Linked DNA regions of Rattus norvegicus: region 1 is linked to region 2. Evidence: chromatin contacts called from public Hi-C data. All regions are on one chromosome and are shown on one strand. Each heading gives the region's core, a stretch centred on a gene start, on an enhancer-like site or on the middle of the called end of the contact. The rest is flanking DNA. Distances are from core to core; before and after follow the strand shown.

The links. Hi-C and Micro-C count contacts between places; a contact is called where the count stands out from the background.
Region 1: a Hi-C map of kidney shows a contact between it and region 2, with 2.9 times the contacts expected there. The contact joins the promoter of Tcf3 here to the promoter of Mob3a in region 2. A contact is called at or near these places in 4 of 12 Hi-C or Micro-C datasets (hepatocytes, kidney, liver and 1 more).

The regions. Positions count from the first base shown.
Region 1 is chr7:9,929,600-9,936,742 of GRCr8, forward strand. It overlaps Tcf3 (transcription factor 3), which reads left to right and starts at 1,652. Exons shown (of 18, transcript NM_001035237.1): 1 at 1,652-1,799; 2 at 4,617-4,689. The coding sequence starts at 1,725.
Region 2 is chr7:9,656,087-9,662,780 of GRCr8, forward strand. Mob3a (MOB kinase activator 3A) reads left to right here and starts at 5,215. Exons shown (of 4, transcript NM_001108734.2): 1 at 5,215-5,238. Izumo4 (IZUMO family member 4) reads right to left here and starts at 5,043. Exons shown (of 7, transcript XM_063264492.1): 1 at 4,903-5,043; 2 at 4,097-4,177; 3 at 3,739-4,014; 4 at 3,474-3,500; 5 at 3,303-3,378; 6 at 3,163-3,210; 7 at 1,889-3,073. The coding sequence starts at 4,133. The coding sequence ends at 3,055. It overlaps Ap3d1 (adaptor related protein complex 3 subunit delta 1), which reads left to right. Exons shown (of 31, transcript NM_001100719.1): 31 at 1-264.

The DNA.
Region 1 (7,143 bases), core at 402-2,901, 270 kb after region 2:
ACCTAGGGTTCCCTAACTCTTGTTGGGGATTTGGGGAGGTGTCCCTTTCCCATCCACCCCCAGCCAGCGGGGATCTTCAACCCTCCATCGGAGCTGGAGTTTGGAAGGAAGTACGAGCCTAATCTCTTCACCTCATTAACTTGGGGTTCTCCAACTCCTGGAGATCTTGGAAGAAACATCCCCCTCCACACATACACACTTAAGGATGTGCCCCCTCCCAATTTAAGCTGGAGTTTGGAGGAAAAGAGAGCAAGGCCTTTGTTTGCTACAAGAAAGGGATCTCTGGGTACAGAGAAGGAGGGGAGACACAGGGACCCCGAGACGGGAACATCTGCTCTGTGTTAATGTGGGGCGCGGCACAGCTCAAGGTTTGGGACACGGTGGTGGCCTCAGAACTTCCAGCCTTCTTCCTCCCGCACTGGCTGCTGGAATGGGGGAGGGAGGAGAAGGAAGGGTTGTCTGCAATTCTGCCTCCCTACCCCCCAATCCAAGAAGTCTCAGGTTGTCCCATTCCTCCCCTCCCCTCCCCAAAGTGTTTGTGGCACCCGCCCCCACTCGGAGCACTGTTTCACCTCTCCTGGGGTTACCCAGAAAAATCGGTTTCAAATACCCCACAAAAAGAAGTGTGGTTTCGTACAACTTAGAAGAAAAAAAAAAAAGAGTCAGTTTCACACGTCCTCCAAAAAGGATGAAAAAAAAAAAAAAAAGACAAGAAACAGCGAGGGCGGGGTGCTCTAGGTGCCTGTTTCACACCCTGTGTCTGAGTTGACAAACAAAAGAGTTGTGGTTCCTGAGCTTCTGGACATGGGTCTTCCCTCAGCACCAGAACCTTCTTCCCAAGCCTGTGGGTTCCCAGATCCCTGCTGCCCTCTCTCCTTTCTGGGGAACACTGGAAAAAAAGTTAACCTTCTAACTATGTGTTGGCCTCTCACTATTCCCTGGGGTGGGTGGAATTGGGCCTGGCAGGTGGATCCCCTCCCCCGCTGGTGGAGCAGAGCCCCTGGGACTTGAGGGGAATCCCGAGTCTTGGGGACCTCCCCCTCCCCACCAGGGTGATGTTGGTAAAAGGATGTTTTCAAACTTGACTTGAATAATTCCCGGATACATCGTGACAATAAGACAGCCCACTTGGTTTTGTTTTGCTTTTTTTTTTTTTTTTTTTTTTTTAACTTTTCTGAATGAGGTTGGGTTTAGGGGTGAGAGAGAGAGAAGTTGTGGCCCCAGGGATAACACCTCTTCCACCTACTGGAGTCTTGAAATTCAGAGTCTGTTTTGCTTTGAATTTGGGGGTGGCCAGGGTCTTGGGTGTTCTGTGACAGCTGCTGCATAGGAAGGTTCCACCAAGTTCATTTGGAGAAGGCAGAGCTGGGCCATTCCTTCCCTCCTAGACAGGGCCCACAGACCGCCCCCCACCTCTGCTTTAAAATGTGCAACCTGACACCCGGGTGGGCCCCTGATTGGGAGACTTCATACACATACCCCTTCTCTCCACTGTTCCAGTTATCCATTTGCTCTTGAGAAGGATCTACAGATGATCACCCCAAAACCCAGGCTCCGCCCTCCTTCCAGGGCCCCATAGACCCCAGGGCCTCTCCTCTAATGCCCGCTTGTCCATGCTCTTAGTCCCCTCTGTCTCTCCCCTCCAGTCCCCTGGTGTCACTACACAGGGCTGCCTCTAGGCCTGGGGAACGCACCCCAGTTCCGACACCTGCTGCCCTGGCTGGATGATGAACCAGTCTCAGAGAATGGCACCTGTTGGCTCGGACAAAGAACTGAGTGACCTCCTGGACTTCAGTATGGTGAGCCAGCCCCTGCCCCACAGTGCTACCCCTGCTCCCACGCTGAAGATAGAGCGGAAGCAGGGGTGTCTACCAGTAGGAGCAAAGTCCCCAGCTCGCAAGAGTAGGAGGAATCTCAAAGGGAATGGAGCCCCCTACCATGGGCCTGGTGACGCCCACCAAAGAAAGGGTCCCACCTGCAGCTTCGTGTGGGGAGAACTAAGCCCAGAGAGAGGGGGAACGTCTGTTCAGAGTTCTAGTCGCTCCCTGGCGTGTTCACTGTAGAAGCCTCATGTGCCTGTGAGTCCCCACCAGTCCCGGTGGCCTTGAGTTAGGAAAGTGACCATCGGAGTTACAGGTGCTAAGAATGAAGTCCCAGGCTGCTCTGGCCCATGCTGGGGACCTTAGAGAAGAAGGAAGCCACCAACCCCCTCCTCTCAGTCTGAGTGCTCAGCAGCCTGCTGCATTAGCATACGGGGGCCCACTGTGGCTGTGTTCCTGCCCTTCTGTGGTAGCCGGCCTCTCCAGCTATGTAAATGCCCAGAGAGGTTGCTGGCTGACAACAGTCACAGAGCACAGAAACACCCAGTAATGAGCTGGAGAAACCAGAGCCTCCTGGTGGCCATCTCCACAGCTAGGACCCTCAGTTCACCTATCTGTGCAGTGGGCACCCTTGGGGGGCGGGGCAGTGGACCTGTCCTTCAAGAACCAGCATGTTTTCCTAAACTCTGTTTTCTTGACATCTCGGCACCACCCCCAGAAGTACCATTGCACCCGGAAAAGCTCCTAGGCTGACTTCGGTCTAAACTCCTCTACCCATCCCCACAAAGGCCCCAGGCCACAGAATTCTACCAAAAACAAGCTTGCTCACACTGAAACAGCCCCAGCCACCCTGTGGAAATACAGCTCTGGGGACAGCCACTCCGTGAGATTCTGAAGGCCTCTTTTCCCTTGTTGCCCCTGGTTGCCCCAGGCTGAACTGGCAGAGGCCTGGCCTGCTGGGTCTTGTTGTTAAACTGTCAGGTCACGGCCTAGTGGCCCGGAACACAGCAGCTTGGGGGTGCAGCTCAGCCTGTTGGACCCATGGGAGCACCCTGAGCCTCTGGGCCACCACTTCTGCAGTCGTCAGGGCCCAGGGTCTCCCCTGGTTTAGATCAAGAGAGGGCATCCTGGGGCATACATGAAAATCTGAGATCAAAGCCGAGAGGGAGTCTCCTGCATAGGGCTCATGTAGCCAGGAGGGAGGCAGACTCTGGTTAGTGGAGGGTTGCGTTTTTTATTTTGTTTTTGACCTAGCATCTCATAAAGCCGAGGCTGGTCTGGATCCCCTAAATCCTTCTGCTGAGCGTTGTAGAGACAGGCCTGTGTACCGTGTTTATGCAGGATACCCTGGGGGTCAGAAGAGGGCATCAGACACTCTGGGACTGGAGTTAGAGAGAGTTGTGAGCAGTCATGTGGCTCCTGGGAACTTCATCCTGGCCCTCTGGGAGAGCAGCAGCCTGTTAACCTCAGAGCAGTCTCTGGTCCCCGTCTTAGCATTTGAGACAGAGCTGGCCCCAGACCCACACATGTCCTGGCTGTGGGGCTACACTGTCACTGCCTTAGTTGTTTAGGGGATGACTTAGGGGATAATGTGGTCAGTGTGGGGGCCTTCCCACCCCTTCAGTCCTTAGGCCCCACACATGGGAAACCTGGCCCTCTGTGGTTGGGAGTTGGCTGGTGTGTGTGGTCTGTCTGTCTGTGCCTCTGAGTGTTTAGCATGAAGAGACTTTGCACTGGGCAGGTGGGAGTGGATGTGGGAGTTCAAGGTCCTGTGAGCAGAGGCTCCCTCAGGACCCTCACAGTACCCAGCTCTGCCACCCAGTGCCTCCGTCCCTTCTTATTGTTTGTTTGTTTGTTTGAGACAGGGTCTCCTGTGGCCTCTAACTACCTATGTATGTAGCCACTGATGATCTTAGCCTATCTCCAGTTCCCAAGTGCTGGGGTGACAGTCAGACAAGTGGGGGCCCTCTGTGGTGTCTAGGGGATGTCTGAATCCCTAGGGATGCTGGCTTTTCAGGAGGCTGCCCTGCCCTGGGATTCTCTCCCGACCACCTGTTGAGCAGAAACTTTTTTTTTTTTTTTTTTTTGGTAGTTCAGCTGGGATAGGAGAAACCATGTCACCTTCAGGCGTTGTGGCATATCCCTGTGAGGCTGAGGCAGGAGGATCGTAAATTTAAGACCAGCCTAGACTACAGAATGTCCATCTCAGAAACAGGGTCAGGGCAGGGAGATGACTCTGGGTAGAGTGCTGGGGTCTAAGTTCAAGCCCAGCAGCCCGTGTGCAAGGGAGGCACAAAGGCGGCACCCACCCATAAGCCAGCCCTGGGGAGAATGGCCGGGGCTTCCCGCCAGCCAGTCCAGCCTACTTGGCAAGCTTCAGGCCAGCGAGAGATAGTGTCTCAAGGAACAAAATGGCCACACACTTGTAACCCCAGCACTCAGGAAGCAGAAGCAGGTGGGTCCTTGTGAGTTTGAGACCGGGCTAGGCTACATAATAATTTCCAGGTCAGCCAGGGTCTCCAAACACAAGTGACACTCAAGGCTGCACTCACCAAAACCAGTTGTAAGCCACGCTCTAGCAGGTGGGTTGCTGTCACTCTTCCTTAGCTACAGCCCCAGAGGTCTGGACATTTGAGCTTCAGTCTCCCTCTAGACTTGTTCTACAGCTGGGGTCACCCTATCCATGCCCACAGACCTGTCCCAGCCTAACTCCAGGAAACCTAGTCTATGGCTCAGCCAGACCCTGGACTGCTCACAGCCCTGCCTCTATACGCCTGTCTCTTCTTTGTCCCACAGATGTTCCCGCTACCTGTGGCCAATGGCAAGGGCCGGCCCGCCTCCCTAGCTGGAACCCAGTTCGCAGGCTCAGGTAGGACTGAGGGGTACTGGGGGTTTGTTCATGGGGACTGTGATGAGATCTGTCTGCTGGGTGACTCCGGACAGTTCCTCAAACAGCCCCACCAGAGCGTGGTTGTTTTAGAACCCATCGAGCTGTACTGACCGGAACCCCGGCCTCTGCGTTTTGTCTGTTCCAACTGTGCAGCCCAGGCTGCAGTCTGGCCTTCCCCCAGTAAATGCAATTTGAACAAATAAGACACTCGGTATGAACATGGCTTAGTCTGGCTTGCCCAGGACAGCTAAGATCTTGAAAGAGAAGCAGGTCGTAGACAACCTGATACGGATGGGGAGATGAAGCGGGCTGTAGGCCGGCATGTTTGTTATTCAGCAAGGCTTCCGTGTGACGGACATTTGTGGGAGGCTGGTGTGGGTCATTCTTGCTTACCCTACCCAAAAGCAGGGCCCTCAGTCACTGCCGGAGCTGTCTTCCCCTTGGCCTGAGGAAGTAGCAGAGGGCCATCTGTGCTCTTCTGGAGGCCTGGAAACCCCCAGAGGCTCCAGTCACCCCGGAAGCACCCCAATCCATAATGCCCAGGCTTCCTGCTGCAACCGGGGGTACAGTCAGGTCACTAGCTACTGTGAGGCAGGTGGAGAGTGCCGCCCTGTTCATAGCAGCTGTCCTCCAGACATTGTCACCGTGTGTCATTTTGCGCGTGTCTTGTCAACACCTGGGGTAGCTCCTGGGGGATGGCGCAGCCTCACAGGCCTCTCCCCACAAGCCTGGCCTGGCAGAGTCACCGATGGGCTTCTGTCTAGCCTGTCTTACTCCAGACCCACCTTCATCCACACCTTGGACCCTGGGCACTAGACCCATGTCCAGTCCTGAGAAGCCTAGCATGTGGCCCTTTTGCCTTGGGGTTGTGTGGCTTGTCACAGGGACCCTGTTGGCTGCTGCTCACATTGGTTTAGTTCAGGAGGTTGTACATCTAGAGCTCTGTCTTGTCGGAGGCGGACTTCACTTCTGCCAACCTGAGTTGCAGAAAGGATGTTCACCCCATTTTTGGTGATCAGGGCACATACAGGAGGGGATACAGAGCGGGTCTCCCAGGCCCTGTCTCACAGCATGGCTGGGTCCTGCCGCTGTGGGGCAGTCCCACATAGAACCAAGGACGGCAGACTCGGTGCTCAGAGGCCCGCCACTCTCTGTGAGCTTCCTCCTCAGCTTGAGCCCTCCTGCATTTCTTCATGATAACCTTTCATTTCGAATCTCTCCTGAGCCTCGTGAAAGGGGCGAAAACTCGTGCAGGCTCCCCCTCAACACCCACGTGCCCGTCACCACACTGTAGACAAGCCCCGCCTCTCAACCCATGGCCACCTATTGTGTGTGACACAGGTTGGCTTGCAGGAGGGGCTCCAATCCCCTGACCTCACCACCGCCCCCAGGTGAAGCCATCTTGTGATACTGGAGCCTCAGGGAGCTGGAGAAGGTTCCTGGAGACTGTCCAGGCTGCCAGTCCTATGATTACTTTAATTATTTGATCTTTTTGAGACAGGGTCTCTCTGTGTAGCCCTGGCTGTCTCGGAACTCACAGAGATCCACCTGCCTCCGCCTCCCGAGTGCCTGGGGTTAAAGGCTTGCACTACCGCTACCCGGCTCTGATCAACTTTAAAAGATCATCTCGGGCCAGGTGCGGGTGTAGACCTTCATCTCAGCACTGAGGAGGCAGAGGCCAGCCCGGTCTACACAGGAGTTCCATGCTTCCTCGGTATGATCGCATAGATACGGGACATGAGTGAGGTTACCCCACCAGGAGGCTGAAACTTCTGGTTACTTCTTGCTGAATAGGGGTTGCCCCATACCCCACCCCTGTTGGTTTGCACTCACACTTTACATAGGAAGGCTTCACTAGTATTCTCATCTCTGGAGCAGGGAGGGTAACAAGTGACAGAGCAGGGGACGCTGAATCAGGCAACAGAAATGGCTTGTAGAAGGTTGGGGGGACGGCGTGGGGCCCGGAAACGCCTCAGAGCTCCTTCTCTAAGCGGCCGTGTAGGGGGGTTGATTGTTTCTCTTACTTTGTGCTCCACATGCATACCTGGTACCCATGGTGACCAGAAGAGAGTATCAGATCCCCTGCATCTGCACGTAGGTGCTGGGAGCTGATCCTGGGGCCTGTGCTGTTATCCTCTTGAGTCAACTGTCTGGCCCAGTGGGGTTTGGTTCAGATTTGTTTTGTTTTATTTGGTCACTGAGGACTGAGTCAAGAACCCCCAGCATGGAAGGCAAGAACTCAGTTGCTGCCAGTCACGGTGGCTACACCTTTAATCCCGACACTGGGCAGACAGATGGATCTCTGAGTTCCAGCCTGGGCCACATAGAGAGACCCTGTCACAAACCACACGGCTGACAAGTGTCACAGTGAGTCCTAGAGTGTCCTAGTGTGCTGCAATAAACCCTTTCTGCCCTCCTGTTGCTCCCCATAGC
Region 2 (6,694 bases), core at 3,965-6,464:
GACCCCATCCTGGACACTTCCTATAACTGGGTAGCTGCGCACAGCTGAGCCCTCCTCAGAGGTGACGGTGGTCTACACACATTCTGGCGTTCCTTTGAGGATAACTGTCACTTTAGCATGTAGAGTACTCTTACCGACCCCACGTGACCTTCCGGCTCTATGATGTTCCATGATTGATTTGCTGTCGACATTCCCATGTGAAGAGAGATATATCACGCTGCTGACGATCAGTGTCACAATGACCCATTAAAGAGTCAAAAAACATGTTCTTGTGTTGTCTCCCCATAGTACCCCAGAGCAGTTCCCATGTGCCATTTAGGCTCCTGAAGCTCAGGCCGATCAGTTCCCCCGATCTCCACCTGTTTCTCCTGTCCACTCGCCATGCTAGAATTCACTCAGGTCCTTAGGCATGTGCAACAAACACTCTGACCATTACCCCCGTTTTACACAATTTGTGGTGATGTACACCTTTAATCCCAGCACTTGGGAGAGGGAGGCAAGTGGATCTCTGGATTGGAGGTCAACCTGGACTACAGAGTGAGTTCTAGGACAGCCAGGGTGACCCAGAGAGGCCCTATCTTGGGGAAAAATATGCCTACCATGTATTCACCTTGTGCCAGTAGAGGGCTCTGGGTTCCCTGGAACTGCAGCTCCAGGTGGCTCACAGCTATGGGGAAACATGGGTCCTCTGCAAGAGCTCTCACTGCATAGCCCCCTTTCCGGAGCCAGCATTCTAACTGCTTCTGTGGAACTGGGACGGGGAGAACGGGAGCTGGAGTTGAAAAAGGCCCTCGCCCATCTCAGTGGCTCTTTGCCAGTTTGCGTTGATGGGGAAAAGGGAAGACTCCTTTTCAAGTAGACTCTAAGCTCTCAACTGCATCTAAAGTCCCAAAATGCTTTTGCCCAAGGCCTCATTCCATGCCCCATCTGAGGCCATGCTGTCTTTCACGTGCCTTGCAGTACCCTCTCACTGCTTGAGATATCCTGCCTCCCTGGCCAAGACCCACTGAGGTAGTCCTCTGCAGCCATAGTAACTAGACTGTGGCCGTTGCTTGTGGTTGATGATTGGTCACACAGTACAGCTGAAGCTCCCACCCGGTGTCCCTTTCACCCTGTCACACTGCTCTGGCCCAGGCCTTTGGAACAATGAGGGACTCTGGATGCTGCCATGCTGTGTACTCCTTGTTTAAAACAACCTGCAATCTGTCCTATGAGCAAGAACTGTGGGTATGTACAGGGAGATACTTGTCTGTGGGGCCAGGGGACAGACACATGGTGACGAGGAAACCAAGTGGAGGACACCAAAACAAAATGAGCCTCTGGGTCTCCCTGCATCAACTCCCAATCAAGCTAGCCAGCCTATCTCTGGTCACCTGCTGCTAGGTGCTCTCTGTACTGTGGTCCCCATCTCTCTGATCTGGGTCACACACTAACCTTTTACCCTCACTGCATGATCCGTCCTGAGGCTGAGAGAATTCGAGGTCAACCTAGAAGAATTCAAGGCCTTCAGACTGGGGCTCAGTGCAGGAAGGCCCAGCTGGCACACCAGTCATTCCAGCACTGAGGAAGTAAATGCAGGACAGTCACAAGTTCAAGGTCATCTGTTCCATGGCTTGCTCCAGGCCATATTGAATACTTGACATCTCTACTCAATAAGAACTGAACAGCCCTTCTACCAGCTTACCCATAGTCACCCAAGAGGACAAATAAATTTAGAGTCCTTGGACCCTAAGGGAGATGCTACAGGTACCAGCGAGATTTTTTGGTCCCTCTCTCCCTGGATAGGAGACTGGGACTCCTCTACACCCACACATGTTCAAGCAAAACACATGCCACCAAGCTACATTAATGACCCAGCCGGAGCTCCTAGGTCAGTAAAGAATTGTTCTTCATGAGAAATGTCAGGGCATTTTATTCAAAATATCTCAGAGGGGCCTGCCCTGGGGAGTTCCCCACTATCTTACACAAAGTCCATCTCCCTGCCCAGGCCCAGCCTGGGCTCCACGGGAGTGGGAGAGGTGACCTGAAGCAGGCAGCTGCTAGCATCTCCAGAGGAATAGGCTGCCACAGCGCAGTTGAGTTCTGGCCCCTGCCAAGGCTGGGGCTGGCAGCCACTGTCAGTGCTGGGTCAGACACTCAGAGGCATTTTCCAAGGTCAGGTTAACCAGATGCTGAGGTTCCAGACACCTTATGTTCTGTGAAAGGCTTTGGGGAATGAGGAGGAGGTGCTCTAAGCCCATTGTCTACACATGTCCCCCAGCCTCCCTTCCTAGGCTGCCTCCCGTGGTCCACTAATATGGCCTAAGCTAGCCCTAAGATCCTCCTGCCTCAGGCCCCTGGAAGTCTGGTATTACAGGAAGGCACTACTATTCCCAGTCCCTGCCTGCTCTTAAATGCTAAAGTGTGCTAGTGGGTCATGGACCCTCCCCAACACCCACAATGACAGCCTTGATAGGGTTTAGGGGTACTGTGGCAGAGGCCACTTGACTTCCGAGTCCTATGCTTTCCACAGGCCACCTGCTGCTTTGTTGCCTTATCCCCAGCTCACTCACAAGGCTGGGGTGGTTCTGCACGTCCAAGGTGAGGCAGCAGAGAAGGAACAGCATGGTTCAGGCAGTGCATTGACCACATAGGTAGGTGTGGCTACAGATGGCCAGTGTGCCCTCAGGCACACAGCCCTGCCCAGCATCCCTCCCACTCTCATCCACCCACATGCCTCCTCACTCCCTCTCCCCCTCCTCACCTCTTCCCACTCCCCATACTCCTTCCTCCCCTAAACCCCCACCCCCACCCCCGCTCCAGCGGAAAGCCTGGTCTTACCTCATCTTTACATCCTGTCTGAAATAGAATGGGGCTCCAGTTAGACCCTCCAACTCTGCCACCAACTCAGGGTAGCCTAGGTTTCATGAAGCCCCTTCAGCCAGGATGGTTTGCTCCCTTCCTCCAGCTGAGCTTGGAGAGCCTTGAAGGGTGTGGGCAAGGTCCTCCTGGGCCTCTGCCAGCTTCGAGCCCTCACCATAAGGTGTACCCACGCACTTGGATTCCAGCAGGAACTTACTTGTGCCAGGTGTTTCTATAATGACAGTATGTTTGGAGTCAGTACCGCGTGGCCTCCCTTAGTGTACCCCCACCACATCCTGGTACCCAATAAGCCCCACTCACATGTATTTCAGAAGGCCCTGTACAGCTGACTCCCACTGTGGTGATGACCTGGGGCAGGGAGAACACAAGGCTTGGTGGTGGGATATCCCCAAGGCCCAGGCAGGCCCCCGGGGGCAGTGGGATGGCTGGGTGAGCCATACTTGCAGTAGTAGCCGAAGCAGACAACATGTGAGTCTGTGCAGTTGCTGCAGGAGATGGTCTCATATTGGAAGATGCCTGCAATACATGAGAGGCAGCCCCAGGCTCCCCTGGGCTTCCCCAGCCTGGGCCACTGCCCCTGTGGCCCTCAGCCTGGACCATAGTTCACTTACCACAGTGACGCTGACAGTCGATGCGGCCTAGGGAGGGGAGGACATAACAGGACAGTGCCTTCTGACAAGGCCCAGAGCTTAAGACCTCAGCCCCACTTCTGTTTTTGTAGCCCAGGATACCCTGGCACAGAGAAAGTAGTCTAGGCTGCTTTGTGACTTGTGGCAATCTTCTTGCCTTTTTCCCTCATTTCTGAGTGCTGGGATTACAGGCATGTGCTACATACATGAGTTCCACAGGGAGGCCCCAGTGAAAGATGGGGCTGACCTGAGGGAAGGGTGGTTACAATGTTCCCAGGTGCCACCAGAGGCGAGTCTGACAGAAATAAGGGGGTGATGGGCAAGCTGGCCACCATTGATGCAAAAGGGCCTCCTGCAGAGCCACTCCTTCCTGAGCCCTGTTTTCCGTGCCCCCGGCCCTGATGTGCCAGCGGCCACGAGCATTGTCCCCTCTGTGGAGCCCGCTGCTCACTCTCTATGATGGCATTCTGGATGAGGCGCACTTGCTCCCGGAAGATGGCCCGCAGCTCATTGGGGAAATATCCTGATGTGGAGTCACACAGCAGAGTGGTCAAACTCAGGTGCCTAGCAGCTCGCACCGGCCCCACCTCAATTTCACTCTTTACCTGGGAAGTACATCTTCCCCTGGTACAGTTGGTCCATCCTCTGATACACGGCTTCTGCTACTTGATGTAGCTTCTTCCGGGCTGAGGGCAGGAGGAAAAGGAAGCAAATGAGTGGCTTTGCCCGGGCCCCTGCTGCTCTTCTGACCCTGGGATGGGCTCTACCGCTCACTGATCTCGGCGGGGATGGCCAAATGGAGCTCCTTCATCGTGTTGTGGCTCCACTCGGAGAGCAACACCCCCGACACGGGGATGTCACCCACCCACCAGGACTTGAGGTTCACGTGGTGACGGTAGAAGGAGAACTTCTCCGAGAAGTTGGGGTCGCACTGCAGGCAGCCCCAGGCCAGCGCCGCTGTCATGCCCAGGAACAGCAGTAGGGCCATGGCCTGGCCCATCCGGCCGTGCCCAAACATTGGCGCCACCAGCGCCGCGCCCTCCAGCCGCGCACCAACGGACTGCGCCTCCCGCGCCACGCCCCGTCACGCCGCACCAACCAACGGCGCGCGCTGTGGACAGGCCGCGCCATCCCGGCTCAGGGCATGGTCTTGCTTCCAACTCTGGTCCCGCCCCTGCCTAGCCCCGCCCCAATTAGACTCCAGTCTCAGGCCTTGTTCCGCCTACAGGCCTGGTCCCGCCCCACGGATGGCTCCGCCCCCTGGCTAGCCTGTCACCACACCCACTCGACTTCTGTTCCTGGTCTGGCTCTGCACCTAAATCTGGCTCCTCCCCAGGTTTGGCCCAACTCCTGTTACAATTGGCAACCGGTAACGCCAGTCTGCCTCCAGGCTCCACCCCATCCACAGCACCTCACGCATGCGCCATGGACTGGCGCTAGTTCCGGAGCCATCGAGGGAGGGCTCGTCCCGCCCCTCAACCGCAGCACTCCAGCCATTGAGCAGCGTCCGTTCTGGTCTCCAGGGGCGCCGAGTGCTGCGGGGTCTACCGTCAGTGCCCGCCTTTCATACGGGAATCCTCGGAGCTCGGGCGCCACGCCTCCATCCGGGCCCCTTCCCTTTAAGGGAAATAAATCCGGCTGGCGGGCGCGGCCTGGGCGGGGCGTGCGGCGTGTCCCTCCGCAGGCGTGTCCCTCTGCGGGCGCGGCCGGAGACTCGGCGAGGCGGGAGTCGGATCCGGACGGCCAGGTGGGTCCTCGGAGGGCCAAGGCGGGCGGCGGGACTTCATCCCTCAGGATGACAGTGTCCAGCGACGGAGCCCAAAGTGGGCGCTGGGAACCGGGATCTGTCAAAAGGAGGGAGAAAGGGAGCCTCATGGATTGCAAGCATGTTTAATATTTGAGGTCCTGATAGCACAAGGTACCCTTCAGCTGCTGGATCGGATCCTCCATCCCATCTCCTGCCTGATTCATTTGTTTGAAACGATCACGTCTCTGATAAAAATTCATTGAGGGTCTGGGCTGTTGCTACGGAGTGAAGCATTTGCCTTGTGTACAGAAAGCCCTGGGTTCTATCCCCATTTCTGCCCCCTTAGCACTCCCCGGCCTCCCCTAAAAAAGTAATTGAAAAGGTTAGATAGGGGAGACTCAAAAACGGATCACAGAAAGTGAACTTTGGCCGCAGTTTCTTTTTCTTTTCTTTCTTTCTTTCTTCTTTTTTTCTTTCTTTTTTTTTCTTTTATTTAGCCCAGACTGTCTTGGAACTCAGATAGATCAGCCTGTCTCTGCCTTCTGAACGCTGAGATTAAAGGCCTGCACCAGCACCTTTGCTTTTTTCCTTCCCTCCTCCTCCCTCCACCTCTTCCCTAGGCTCCATAAGTACCTACGGTCAAAGCAGAGGTTGGTGTAGTGGTTAAGGCTGGACAAAGGTCCCTTTTGCTTATTCCAGAGCCCGCCTATATTCTCATAACTTTGGCTTCTGATTTGCTACGATTATGAGAGTTGGGAGCTCAGGGAGGAGCGGGTGGGAGTAGCAGGGGACACCAGACAGTGTTTTCCCTGCAGAGGACAATAAGGTCTCTCAGGTCACCCAGCACTCCCTTCAGCATGGAGGAAGCATGGAGGAAGCAGGACTAGCTCTGGAAGTGATGGGGCTTCGGAGAGGTGCGAGCTCCAAGCAGCAGGATGCTAGAGACCACAAACTTAACCGTGGACAAAGGCAGGAGCAGATAACCTGAGACACAGCTCTGAGAACTTCCGGAAACCAGGTTTTAACCGCCCCTTTCCTGTACTCGGAACTACCGAGGTGACAAGGCGGGGAGAGTCCCACCCCTGGGCTTCTTGATGTCTGTTGTTTCTCCATCTTGATCCACTCCGGTGCCATTTAAGTTCAAGGGCAGCCTGGGACACTTAGTGAAATCTCACCTCAACAAGAACAAATGGGGGCTGGAAAGATGGCTCAGTGGTTAGGAGCACTGACTGCTCTCCCAGAGGTCCCGAGTTCAAATCCCAGCAACCACATGGTGGCTCACAACCATCTGTAATGGGATCTGATGCCCGCTTCTGATGTGCATGAAAACAGCTACAGTGTAAAGAGCAAAGGTCTGGCGGTGTGGTCAAGGGTGGAGTCCCTGCCTAGAGTGCCCCAGTGAGGGGCTCAGCAGCAGAACATATGTATGGGCCTGGATTCCTCCCCAGTATGGGGG